Linked DNA regions of Zea mays: region 1 is linked to region 2. A link is a contact called in public Hi-C data. All regions are on one chromosome and are shown on one strand. Each heading gives the region's core, a stretch centred on a gene start, on an enhancer-like site or on the middle of the called end of the contact. The rest is flanking DNA. Distances are from core to core; before and after follow the strand shown. Region 1 holds the start of LOC100274169 (b-box zinc finger family protein). Region 2 holds the start of LOC100193649.

What was found. A called contact is a pair of places that touch in the nucleus more often than the background predicts.
Region 1: a Hi-C map of leaf shows a contact between it and region 2, with 2.6 times the contacts expected there. The contact joins the promoter of LOC100274169 here to the promoter of LOC100193649 in region 2. A contact is called at or near these places in 8 of 25 Hi-C or Micro-C datasets (bundle sheath, ear and leaf).

Annotation. Positions count from the first base shown.
Region 1 is chr3:5,109,456-5,116,832 of Zm-B73-REFERENCE-NAM-5.0, reverse strand. It overlaps LOC100274169 (b-box zinc finger family protein), which reads right to left and starts at 4,057. Exons shown (of 3, transcript NM_001279637.2): 1 at 3,626-4,057; 2 at 2,946-3,521; 3 at 2,008-2,635. The coding sequence starts at 3,811. The coding sequence ends at 2,339.
Region 2 is chr3:4,967,435-4,974,609 of Zm-B73-REFERENCE-NAM-5.0, reverse strand. It overlaps LOC100193649, which reads left to right and starts at 3,348. Exons shown (of 4, transcript NM_001358856.2): 1 at 3,348-3,563; 2 at 3,665-4,136. The coding sequence starts at 3,541.

The DNA of each region.
Region 1 (7,377 bases), core at 2,808-5,307, 140 kb before region 2:
GTCATTTGTTCATCTTACATGATGGTTCTAAACAATATGCACAAATCTTATACATCTCTCTCGTAGTTTTATAAACTATGAGAGAGAGATATGTTTTATGAACAAATTTACTTTTATTTTGTCATATAAAGAAATGTTCAAAATATAAATTGTATATCATTATGAGTTATACAAATTTGTATATGAAAACTTTTTTCATTTGAATTAATTTACTGCTTTAAAATGTGATTTTTAAATTGTCTTTTACCTAGTGTTGAAAAAAGCACTCAGCAAAGAAGCTCTTTGTCGAGTGTTATATATTTGACACTCGACAAAGAAACTGTTTGCCGAGTGTAAAAAATAAAATACTCGACAAAGAGCTTCTTTGCCGAGTGTTTTCTTTTACCGAGGGTTTTTTGTTTGGCACTCGGCAAAGAGCTTCTTTGTCGAGGGCCCGAAAAAAGACTTGGCAAAACATTTGGCACTCGGCAAAAATCTGAATTCCGGTAGTGTAAGGCAAATATAAAAATTCGACACCCTATATAAGTATAATATTTTTCAGTATACATGTATATAATATTATATTATATCAATAACAATAAATGTGATATCAAAATATTATATCAAATAAATTTTACAATACCTCAAAAGTTTTTTCTAACACTTCTTAGGCAAAACCATCAATGATTGTGTTGATATCAATCTTATCTAATTTTTTTCTCAAAACATAAGATGGCCAAACCATTTAATCTTTCTGGAGAGATTGTAGACCTCAAATAGTTCTTTAATTATTTCAACATCGAAAAACTCCTTTCTGTTGCCCGTTGGTGCCACCATGTTAGGTATAGTAAACAAGATTTGATAAGCTGTATAAACATTATGATATGAATCCATCTTATTGACATACTCGAATATCTCCATAGAAAGACATGTGTGGTTCTAGAAAGCTTACCTTCAAAACTCTCAACTCAGAGATTAAATTATTTAACTCAACATTAGCTATCTTGTTAGCTATACAATTAACTGCGTGATGTGGGCCCCCTAGAATTTGGGGGGGGGCTAGGACACCCGTCAAGGTGGCCCTATGCCCAGAGCCGGGCCTGATTCAATTGTACACACAACCGGAATTTATTAAGGTGGTTTTGATAAAGCTACGTGTTTAAATATTAATTATAAACTACAATTGGATCATGATTTAAAAGCCTAGAATGCCAACTTATGTGGTATCCTGGTCCAGGGATCGTGATATCTTGGTTCCATAGGTTGATAGAATATTCACATTAACAAGGTGGATCTTCTTTTTTGAAAGACTATATCAAAAGAACCTCTATGTTACTCATGTTTGACTTAGAGCAATCTTAAGATGGGTAATCGGACGAGAGGTTTTCCGGGTGCGCACGAGTGAGGACAAAGTGCACACAAAATACTCGTGTTGGTCTGTAGGTATAGTTTATGATTTTGAGAAGGCTCACATGAGTAAGTGCCGCCGGTCTGGGAGTAGCTGGGGTGCTAAATTATAGGATTAGTTGTATATATGTCACTCAACTTTTGCAAATTTAGATAGCTAGTTTATTTGGATGTCACATCAAAATAAACTAGCTATCTAATTTTGCAAAAGCTAAGTGGCATGTTTCTAATTAGCCCTACATTATATGTTTGCACTTACGGGACATTTGGATCTATTCATTTTGGAGGAATTAAAATTTACTTAATAAAATAACATATTTAGCTTAACATTTAATATTTCACTACTTTCTAAAGTTCAGATATAATTAAGGCTATCTTAAATTCACGTGGTGAAGGATAAGAAATGATTTTATATATCAGTAGAATTTGTTTCTACTCTATAACTTATAGAACGCTCTTCGACTCGCTCATGTTTAGTAAAAATATAGCACAACTTGTTAATAATAGTATATAAATATATTTTGTATAAAACTGAATTAACTTAATTGATATGTGTCTAAATTATTATTATTGGAATGAAATTCAATTTCAAGGATCCAAACGGGGCATTAAGTCCTTTTGCACAACAATCGTTTTCTTTATTTCCATCTTACCTTTTTCTCATCAATTCTCTGATAGCACGCGCCAAGCTAACACACAACCAACCTACCCCGTACTACATATTAGGCGTCCTAATTAATCATCGTCAACAGCAACAAAAAAAATACAATGGTAGTAGTAGAGTAGCCCTAATTAACCACTCTAGCTCCGCACTTCCCTACGAGCTACGCTGCTGCGATATGGAGTATATAGATAGTACGTCACCATGGGAGTACAGTACAGCAACTGTGTTTGTTTCTTGCAAGCCTACGCCACTCCAGTACTGAACAAGACAATCTCGATCTTCCCTACTTCAACATCTCCTGCGGCGCTTCGTCGGCGCCTGGCCAGCGGCGGTGGCGTAGCACCAGAAGGGGTTCTCCGGGGACGAGATGTCCGGCACGAACACGGCGGCCACGTCGGTGGTGGTGGCCGCGCCGTGGCGCGGGCCGCCCTGCCAGTGGAGCCCCGAGGCCGTGGGCGGGGAAGGGAGCTCCGGCACGGACCACTGGTGGAACTCCGGCACCTGCCCGAAGAAGTCCTGGGACGCGTCGGACGACGGCCGGCCGGCCGGCGAGCCGTCGGTGCTCCCGAGCTTCCCGCTGTCGGCCTGCCAATGGAAGACGGAGCGCTGTCAGGCAACAATATATAGGTGTATGCATCGTCAGATGTTCGAACTTGGCTGTGAACAGAGTTCGCTTGCTCTGTAATCAAAATTCAGAAACATGTATGACGCATGCAGTTGCCTAAATTCAAGCGAGCTTGCATCATGAACTAAAAAACTACGCTCAGTGATGACGGAGTCTGCTGCCGAAATTACGTTCAGGCAAAGTATACATGCAGATAGATTCGAAACGAATTTGCCAGCATCATTATTCCATTCAGTGGCCATTTCTGAGAATCGAGAACTGAGTGCTGACCTTGGACGTGTCATTCTCAGCGAAGGCGAGGCCGGCGCTGTACTCGGAGAAGCCAAAGAACTCGTCGAGCGGCCAGTCCGGCAAGCCCCCTGCAAGGCCGCCGCCGCCCTGGACGGTGAACGCCGCGGCGACCGACCGCCGGGGACTGCGCTTGGAAGAGGGCGTTCTGGCTAGCGCCGGGTCCGCGTGTCGGGGCACCACCGGCGGGGCGCCGAACTGCTCGTGGACGAGCGACCAGTCCGGCAGGGTGACGGCGACGCTGACGCCGCCGCCGGCGTCCGCGCCGGCCGCCCAGTCGATGTCGTCGTCGCTGTAGAGCAGCGCCGGGCTGCTGCCGTCGCCGGCCGCCGCCGCCTTCCTGTCGGGCGGCGGGGGCGTCTGGAGGGGTTCCGCGGCGGCGGGCGGGTGCGGGTCTGCGTCCTGGGCCGCGGCGGCGGGCTGCAGGCCGACCTGGACGCCGGTGAGGAGGAACCTGCGGTGCGCGGAGACGAAGGCGTTGGCCGTGTGCACGGCCATGTCGCAGGCCCGGCAGAGCAGCGCGCGGTCCTCCACGCAGAAGAAGTAGGCGTGGGCCTCCTGGAGAGCCGGCAGGAGGGGAGTCGTCAGCCGGCGGTGCGCAGGGCAGGGCAGCAAAATATCTTCTTTTGTGTGTGTGTGTACCACAGAGGCGCTACACGTACCTGGCATATGTCGCAGTTGGGCGCGGAGACGTCGTCGGGCGGGAGGAGCGGCAGGCGGTGGTGCTTGCCGGCGAGGCGGTTGGCGGCGTGCACGTCGCGGTCGCAGCGCGCGCAGAGGGCAGCCTCGTCGGCGCAGCAGAGCAGGCGCGCCTCGGCCGCCTCGCACGCGGAGCAGAGCACCTTCATGGAGCTGTTGCTGCGACGACCATGCACAGGTTGAGCTCGCGGCAGCGGGGGGAGGATGAGGATAGAAAGGGGAAGAGGGGCGATTCAGCTCGGGGGTGGGGGTGGATTAGCTTAGCTGCAGGCTGCAGGGGAAGAGAGAGTGGAAGGGAAGCTCAGCCGCCTAGCGGGGGCGGGGTTTTGTCAGGTGGACGATGGATCCGGCGGATGCGGCCGTCAGCGTCACGCACGCGGGGACGGTTGGGAGTTGAGGCGTGGCGGAGGGCGGAGGCGGGAGATATTATCGCGGGGGCGGGAAGGGAGGGGTCCGTACGAACGAACGGCGACAGCGGTAGATCGGAGATGACCGGTCGGTGGAGGCGACGTCGCGCGCTCCCATTCGCCCGTCCGGAGGGCCAGGTAGTACTGGTTTCACTCTGCTGTCGTAGCTGAGCTGGGGCCTGGGGCCCGGCCCTGCCAGCTGCTCGCTGGTCGGCACGCGGCGTGCCGGCGGCACGGACATCCACGTCGGCAGATCTTTTACCGCAGCCCGAAGCCGGATGGACAAGAAATAGCTTTTGAAACTTTTGAAGTTAAACAAATAGGTTGCTAGGATTATTTAAGTTAAACTTTTTATAACTTAATTGAATTGCTGAAAAAAACTATTAAAATTTACGACATCGAATTAATATCATTCGATATGTACGATATATTTATTTCATTTGTCGAAGATGATGAATACCGATCGATGTGTATCTATCAAAATTTCCGCTTGTGATTTTAAGGCATGTACAACCCTGACACTGGTGTACGGTACTCTAAGGGTCTGTTTGGTTGGGCTGTGGCTGTGGAAAAAGTTGCTGTGGGCTGTGAGCTGTGTAAAAAGCTGCTATAGGCTGTGTGCTGTTAAAAAGCTAAAAATCGTTTGGTGGAAATCACTAAAAGTCGTTAAAAGTTCTTCGATATATGTTTTCACAGTTCCATCCAAAAGCCACTAAAAGCAGGTCCAGGGGTGCTTTCAGTTTTGCACTACGAGAAAGTCGGCTTTTAGAAAAAGCTGCTTCCTGGATCCAGCCCTTTGGTTGGCTTTTGGCTTTTAGGAGGCAAAAGCCAAAGCCAAAAGCCAAACCAAACACACCCTAAGTATAAGACACAGCTAAAGGTATGTATAATTAGTGTTTTGAGCTATGTCTTTGAGTGTATTTAAGTGGGTGTGTAAAAAAACTTAAGACACGTCTCTTGACGAAGACACTATGTCTTAGCTCTATGCTCGAGACAAGAGACTAGTTGATTAATCAATTTAATTTATGGAATGGTCTGATTGGTGTAATGTATATATAAGACACATGTTTTAAACACACCCAATGTATTATACTGTGTTTTAGCTGTGTCTTATACTTGGAGTACCGTCAACAGTGTTAGGGTTTACATGCCCTAAAATATAATATAATACAGTGGGTGTGTTTAAAACATATGTCTTATATATTCATTATTGCAAAAATTAGAGCATTTAATAAATTAAATTGATCAATCAGCTAGTCCTCTGCTCGACCATAGATCAAAGACACGGTGTCTTTATTAAGATACATGTCTTAAGTTTTTTTTTTACATTTATCATCTTAAATAGGAGTACGTTTGAAGACACCGCTCAATACACTCAATCTACATGCCCCCTTGTTTCTTCGTTTCCAGGGAGAAGCATAGTGGTCTCCGCACCGCACATGCACATAATTAATGCCGCTTCGTACTCTCGTACCAGACTAGAGCTAGCTACAGGAAGCGTCGATGCAAAGCGAATGCGCATGTGATACTCGAGGAACAATATAGTGTGACCACACATCCGGGGCCCATTGGTTTATCTAGATAACGGTCGGCCCGCCCTAGAGATCCTTTTTAGCAAGCGTAGCGTGGCCAAACGTACGCTATGTCTCATCATATGATCTCATCTAGCTAGTCATCTTTTATAATAATAATAATAATAATAATAATAATAATAATAATAATAATAATAATAATAATAATAATAATAATAATAATAATAATAATAATAATAATATATAATATATAACTAGGTATATGCCCGTGCGTTGCAACGGCGTACAAAATATTTCACAAAATATGAGTTTTAGAGCAACTCTAACAAATGTCTTAAACATGCTCGTTTGTTATCTAGGAAGTGGATGTGAAATCAAATTTTATAAAAGCAAGCAAAACAAAAAGACGACCTTGCGGATGACACAGATGACGACACCCACTTCTTCCTCCTCTCCTTCCTCTCCCCCTCAGCACGTCCGAGTTCTCTTGCCCGAGTCTCTTGTCGTAGAAAGATGTCAATGGGCGTAACACTTCTTAGCTGCTTGAATTCTGCAATGGATTAACACTCAATAAATTCAAATGTGATATTATATGTCCCCGTTGCAACGTATGGACACTCACCTAAATTATGAATGCTCGATATACTGACACGCATATACTATGCTGGCAATGAAGCCGTGCCCCGCCCATTGTTCATATAAATACAACAAACAGCCAACCAACTGAGATTGAGAGGCTCACTTCATATATAATGCATCAAGTGAAAGCAGCAAAATTTCAAAAGCAATGACCACGAGGTTGCAACCTAAAAAAACCCCAAAATCACAGGCACTTGCCATGGACTTCTACGAAGTCCACCAAAAATAAAAGGCGTTTTCTGACGAGTTTTGGATAGAAGACTCGCCAGGCCCAAAATATGATTTGGAGGTCATGCGGCCCGCCCTTCAGGGCTACTTCACCATAATTACACCAACCCAGAACTACTCGACCTGCGGTTCAGTTCATTTCATGGCAACAGAACTGTCGATGACGGTCCTTCCTGCAAAGGCCACTTCAGCAGTAGAACATGAACTGCTTGTCGCTCTCCATCACTTTTGGCAGCTGCTTTACCGGAACAGCGCCATCTTTCATGCGAGAGCTCGCCACTGAAGACGACCCCTGGTCGGAGAGGTCATCGTCCATGTAGTGGCGCACACGGAAGGCCGCCAGGTGTGCGTAGTACGCCGGGGGAACTGTATTATGCAATAACAACACAGTGCAACTGAATTGGTCATCCATGAACAGAAAGGAAACAACATAGAGAACATGGAGGATAACACCAGTAAATTTCACAGTATATGTAAAGTAACTTGCAGACCAGTTACTGACCTATAGAGACTGATCGAGTGCATCGCGCATACCTGAAAGAAAGCCAGATCAACATCTTGCTACCTTGATCATGTCTAAATATGATATCTAAATCACAGAGCAGTAATATAAACAAACATGTAATCTAAATATTTATGAACAACGTCGATAAATTGAAGAAGTCATGGTCAGATTGGACTGAATTAGCCCAAAAAATTCAAGCAAACCATGTTTGTCCCTCTGAGGTGGTCTCTGTTCTATTAGATCTTATGGAACTGGATGCTGCAGGCTTTGAAAGTGTAACACCCGGTTTTAAGGGACAAAGCCGGGTGCATCTCATACATGCGCCAAAGAAGACAACATATATAATAACAGAGTGTATAGAGATAAATGTCACAATAATCAGAGTATTTATTACATAGCGAAAG
Region 2 (7,175 bases), core at 2,099-4,598:
CCGCGTGAACAGTACGGGGGTACTGTTCACCTATTTATAGGCACAGGACACAGCCTATGCAAAATTACATTTATACCCTTTATATTTGATAATAGTTCTACAGTAATCTATTGAGGTCTGAATAGCCCTTTCATCTTTAAGTCGGTTTCATTTCGTTGCTACCACGCCGAAGTTTTCCTGCCCACACCTTCGGCGCTGTATAAACCTTCGTATTGTTCTGGTTTGCTGTGATACCGACTTGAGTCCGAAGATACCTGTTCACACATTAAGCTCCAGAAATACTGTTAAATCCTGTTTTTGAGGACCTTCGTAAGCCGAAGGCCCCCAACACATGTGTTATACCAGATGAATATATATCATGAAGAACTAGAATTTTGATACTCAAAGGAGTATGGAACTGAGCACAGTCAACTGTTGGGAACAACGGAGGTGGTGGAGCAAAACCCTGTGCGGCGTCAAGGCTCTGCATATACTAGAACATCTCTGCCATCCTTGTCTCCATCTCCTAACGTTCCCTCCTCTCTGTTTCTAGCTGGGTCTGTAATATTTCAAGCCAATGTTATAGTAACTCAAAGAGAAGATATATAACTCAAGGAATAATAAGTTACAGAAGCACTAACCTCGAGTTGTTGTATGCGATGATGTGAGCTGTCCTGCCGAGGTCGTATGGCTGGGCTCGAGCTCGTGCTCCTTGCTCGCACCTGAGACAGAGTGGGAATGGACGACGAGTCGATTGCCCCGTCGGTAATCCAGTACCGCCCATGTCTCTTACTTCCTCCAACCCTCATGAGGACATTGGGGTCGATCTCCTCGGTACTCAGATCGTAATCTGGCCCATGGACCTCCTGTGCCATGGCGGTGTAGTCATGAAGGCGGTTGTAGACGACGGGGTTGCTATACGCCTCGGGCCCGTCATCCGAGTTGTAGGTGACGTCAGACGTCACCTTGCCCTTGTGGACCATAGCATAGGCCGAGAAGATGGAGCAAGGCTGGCCACCATGTGATGCCGACTGCAAGAAAACTAACAAGATAGTTAGAAATAATATATAATCCAGTGTTATATACCTAAATAAAAAAGAGGGTGTACCCTTGCTTCTGCATATTGGCCTAGGTTGTGGCTGCCTTGGTGGTGGGAGGGACCTTGCATTATCAGACGTCGTTCCCGACTAGCGTTGTGTGCCTCGTCCCACTCAGGTGAGCACCACCAATCCACCATCTGCTCCCAGCACTGAGGATGTGCGGCGCACCAATAAGGAATCATCTACAAAGTAAACATGTACACCGCATATCAGAAAGATAAAATTAAGGAAAAAATTTGTCACGGATATTAAAGTGTTGTATTTACCTGCAAGTATTGGTCCTTGGTCAACGACATGGTTCGTGCTTACTGCTTGGTCACCTTCTCCCCAAGGATGGAGCCGTGGTAGCTGACGATGGCCTGGATTCGTGCCTCGTAGTGCATGTCCACGACGAGCTTCTTACAGCTCGTGGTGGCCACCACATCCGCCCTAGCCTCGTACCTAGCATCGCATCTGAAGAAATCCAGCATAAAAACGATGTATCCATACATTATTTCAAGAATGTGCAATGAATGCGACATATTTTACATTATAGTAAGACTTACCCACAACTATTACTTCACCCGCTCAGCCTTGTTATTAAATTCCCTGCCGCCCCCGTCTACTTCATCGGGGGCGACGGCGTAGTGGTCGAAGGTGTAGGCTGGTCCCGTCACTCCGGCGTACTCAACCAGTCTAGGAAAGTGTTCTCTACACAGCAGGCCGAGGATGCCATTGGGATTGCGGACGTGACCCCCAGCATTCGTTTCAATGTAGACCGACTAGGTTTCTACACATAGTATGTCACAACTTTCTCGAAACATTCTCAAAATTTTATCACAGCCTCTACATATCATATCATGACATATGGATAAGTTTCATGATTTTCTGATTTTGTTTGTGTTTTATACATTTTTTAAACAACTGGATGTCAAGTTCACGATCATGTTTAGTGAGCATGGTGCTCGAAGATTTTAATTTGTTCTTAAAATTGGTCGTAACTTGTGCTAACTAACATGAATATCATTTTTTGCATGCACTGTTTTCCATGTTTCAAGTGACTTGCAGTTCAAATCCGAATTTTGTGAAGAAATTCAATTAAACCAACTAAATCTAATAGTTATAGAAAACACTTTTATAATTGTGCAAAAAAACGAAACATGTAGGTCTACATAGTGTAGGAACATACCACAAAAAGTTTGGTTGAGAAAAGGAAAAAATACTTTGCCGAGTATCAAATAATGGAACTCGACAAAGCATTCTTTGCCGAGAGTCAAACGTGGGACACTCGGCAAAGTAGCTTCTTTGCCGAGTGCAAAAGCTCGGCGCTCGGTGAAGGTAACGACCGTCAGCTATAGATGGCTGCTGACGGCTTTTTGCCGAGCGCCGACTTTCGCCGAGTGTTTGGCACTTGACAAAGATGTCTTTGTCGAGTGTCTTCCTGTGCCGAGAGTCCTGCTCTCGGTAAATACAGTCGTTACCGAGAGTAGAACTTTACAGAGTGCGGCACTCGACAAAGACTTATTTGTCGAGTGCCCGATAGAAAGCACTCGATAAAGCGCCGATCACTCGGCAAAAAGAGTCGGATTCTGGTAGTGTATGTTTAGAAAAAGCTAAACATTTTAAAGTTATAAAAAGTAATGTTTGCAATAATAAATATGTTTATTATGAAAACAGCTTTTATCTAATTGAATAATATTTTTAATATCATAAATATTAGCCATTTCTTATAAATTTATCAAACTTCAATTGATTTGGCATTACTAAATATAAAAATTATATTCTTTTTATAAAGTCATGAGTATATAGTTTTAAAAAACTAATAAGCATTTAGAAAAGAAAAATCAACTCGAGTGAAGAATATAATTATATAAGTTTCAGGTGGCCTAAAAAGGAAAAGGAAAAAAACAAAAAGGCAAATGCCGCAGCTGGCCGGTGGGGAGGCCTTTGCCCGTGTGCGCGCACCATTTCTGAACGGGCCCAGCGTGCTTCCAGCACCGCTTGCGCGTCGCCGCCACATGATGCCACCGTCCAGCCAACGCTGCCGATCGCGCCACGTCACCCGCCACTCGCAGGATAAAAAAAAACACCCAATTGGCCGCTGTCCATCACACGTCGCTGTCCGCCAGCGGTGGGCCCTCCGGCACGACACCAAGACCAGCCCAGCCAAGGCATTAAATAAAAAGTAGTGAAAAAAATACAAGAGCAGCGCCAAGGGCAGAAAAAATATTGGGGAAGGGAGCGGGAAACTGTAAACAAATTCGCCGCGAGGGGATCGAAAATTTTCTCCTCCCCAAATTTCTTTATTTATTCGGCTTGGAAACTAGTGCCTCCTTTATATACACAAACATCGCTGCTGCCCCCCTCCGCTCTCTCACCTCTCTCCCCCCTTCCGTTTCCTCTCTCTCCTCGCCCGAGAGGCCAAAAACCCAGCCTCGAGTCCTCACTCCCCGCAGATTCGCGTCATAGCGCGGCGGCGGCGATGGCGTACGGCTTCTCCATCAGGTACGCTCGCCTGGAGCCGCCGGCAACCGCGCATCTTCTCGGTCCCGGGCGCCTTTTTTTACTAGTATTTTCCTGATCTGCTTTCTCTGACGCTTGTGAAGGGGATACGCGGCGAGCATGCGGGGCACGGCCGAGCTCGGCCCGTTTAGTTTGGCGGCCCGGGAACTGCAGCCCATGGAGGTGCGCGCCTTCCGGTGGTGGGAGGACGAGCTCGCGTCCATCAAGGCGGCGGAGGCGGAGGCGGAGAAGGAGAAGGAGAAGGAAGCGGTGGCGGGGGCGGGGGCGGAGGGGGAGGAGGAAGAAGAGGAAGAGGAGGCGTCGGGGAACGGCCGGGCGCCGAAGAAACGCTCCATCACCGACCTGTTCGCTGAGGCGCCTGCCGTGGGCGCCGGCAGCGGACCCGACGCTGTCGTGGACGACGAGGAGGAGGTTCTTCGCTCCATCGTCCGCCGGAGCAAGGAGCTGCGAAGAAAGAGGCGTCTGGAGCAAGCTGCGTTGGCGTCGGTAGCGGAGGAGCCGGAGACGTCGGCGGCAGGCGAACGGCGTGCGGCCGAGGGGAATTTCCCCAGAAAGGTGCGTGGTCCAGCCCAGCCCGACCCAACCCGACCCACCCCGTCCCCGCATCATGATACTTCTCCGTCTTGTTCCAATGTTTTTATTCTCCTGCCAAATATTTCCTGGCGATCGATCTGTGGCTTGCGCGTCGCTGCGGTTTAGATTTGAGTGCCTTCGTTAGCATCGGAATCGCTAGATGTTTACATTAATTCCTAGCTTAGCTATCCCAATCGCATCCATTTACGATATGGCCCATATCTCGCTATTACTCCTTCCAGTATTGAAAGTGCCTGATTTGGTTGGTATTTGAGAGTGAATGCTTTAGGAGGGACCAGATTAGTTGTTGCTTTATATGAGGACGCGGTGGGATATTTTATGTGCGGATTATTTATTTTCTTGTGCACCGAGCTGATTGGCGAATCGAAATCTGCGGGGGGCATTAACGCTGTCTATAGTTAGTTTCGTGCACACAACTCATGAGTCTTGTCTTCCTTTGGAAGATGATTTGCTGGTCAAAGCAGTGGCGCCTCTCGTTCTGCTAAGTGTTAAAAGTTTGTTACGTGCTTGTGCGCTCTCTTTAATTTCCAGATGACCATGATTACTGCCTTGCTAACTGCATGACTGTTTCATGCGTGACCAGCGTTATTTCATGCTGAATTTGTCGTTTCCGAGCGATCGACACGGGTGTCACGCGTGATCAGCACATTGATTATGATGATATCTTCAAGCCAAGAGATTTTGTTGATAGATGCATAGGCAGTGATTTGTTAGTTTCCGTGGTGTTTACATACTACGTTAGCGCTAATAAACTAGTGCTTTGCTTGCGACATGCACAGCCCAGCTACCACTCTGCATGCCTCTGGTACTATAGTACACCATCTTACAAATGGTGTGTCTGCATTATCTTTCTCACACAATATGCACGGGAGGCTAGCTCCTGCATGCATGTGTGCTGCGTACTGCTTGCTGTCCGGCCGGCCGGCACATTTCTGCTGGGGTTGGACCCATACACACGGGACCTTTTATATATCATAGCAAGTAGTGGATGTGAGGCAGACATTTACTAGATCGTGATCTTCTGCATTATTATTCTCTATTTGCTGTGCAATGGACTTCATCATTGCTTGGATCATGCTCATCACTTGTTACGGTTCAAGGAAAAAATGATAATGCATGCATGCGCGCGCGTGTGTGTATAACTGTATATATATAACTGGTCTGCAAATGTGTGACGCGTCCAATGCCAAACATGGGAACAGTCTCTCGGTGATGATGCAGTTTTGGAATATATATGCAGCTTTCACCGTATGCACGGTATGATGATCTGCTCTGCTGTCCCTTTGTACTCTTTGTAGATAAACTAATGCACTACAATAGGTAATTGGTTAGTTGACCAACTGGATACACTATGGTATATATTTGTTGATTTCTCCGGGCATATATACAATACAGTAGTTTAATAAATGGTGGTGACGTTGTTACCAGTTCATTTGCTAAAGTTTATCTAGCTATAGCATACACCTTGCTGGTGTTGATTTATTGAATACCTTTTATCGAATTTCTAGGCTTACCTGGGTTCGGAGCTTGAAATTAAGAACTAACTGAACCATCATGTATGTTAGTACGGAGTCAATTTAGCAATTAATGTTAGGTGGAATAAAAAATAAACTAAGCATAAAGGTGTCGTTAAGGAAAGTTCTTAGTTTTATTGTTTGCTTTACATTTTCTTTTGTTTAATTAAATTTGTACTGCACGCTTAGCTCGTGAACCTGACATTGTATGATTTTCTATAGCCATTTATGCCTACTTTACTAAACAAATAGAACATTGTAAATGTGTGTGTACTCCCATGGTGCTTATATTTTCCTTAGTTGTATTATTGATTCATGGTTATATGCTACCCTACTTAGATGATTTGGTTTGAAATGTTAAAACTTCCATTTCCACACTTGTTAGAGGAGTCAAGGGCCTATTGCGCCTTACTCCGTTAGGGTTAATTAGTCGCTTTCTTAGGGGCCAAGTAAGATCTCTCTATATAATGAGTGGAGATGTATCATCTAGGGGCAAGCAAGAGATTAGAAGGAAAAACCTTATCTCTTGTCGGTCATGGGCATAGCCCTGCGACCGGCCTCCCCCGCGTTCGTAACCCTAGTCGTCGTCTAACCCTCGCAACCCCATCCAACGAACAGTGTCATGGTATTGTAGCACCATGGGTATTGTAGCACCACGCCGTCCATAACAATCTAGTATCAGAGAGTCAGGGATACTTTCCCATGACTTCTGTTGCGACGCTCTCTGCACCTTGCATGAGGAGCTCGCTCATGTCAGGGCAGATCTGGAGCAGACCCGATCTGCTATCCTCCAGCTCCGTGTCTATTCACGGCAAAGGTGGAGTTTGACCGTCGATCCGTGGCGGCAATGTGACTGCAGACGACAGCATGTGGCTTCCTAGTGCGGCGTCCAGTGCGGCAAGTTGCGGCAGTGGCACGTCTGCAGGCAGTGGTCAGCTTGCCGTCTGCAGGCTACGGCATGTGTTTGTATTCCTCTATGTTTATGGAGAATTGATGGAATTAAGGTGGAGTGTTATGCAGTTTTGAACAATTGGTGCAATAATGTCAATGTCATCAATATCTTCTAGTGATAATCATCACAATCTATACACATAATGTAGGGAGGGACCAACTATACAGTGGGTGTCTAAATATTGACAAGGTCTTTAATCAAAGATTAGATCTTTAGCCCTTGTGCAAGCACACAACAAAGCTTGTCATGATTCCATGACTCACCCCATTCCCCCATCCTAGAGGTGCTTTTGTCCTTAGATTCATAGACATTGTACTGCCTTGCTAATCTAGTGGTTCCAAGTATCCCCTTTGCTCTCATATCAACTGGTGACGACGGGTTTGTCAGTTGGGGGTACATGAAGCACTCCTTTTAGAATCTGTAAGGGTTTGAGTTATCACCACGATATGAGGTAGCATGTTCGCTTGGCTATATTCTGTACCGACTTATACTGCTTCTACAGTGTTTTATATATATGGATTGCAGCAGCAGCAT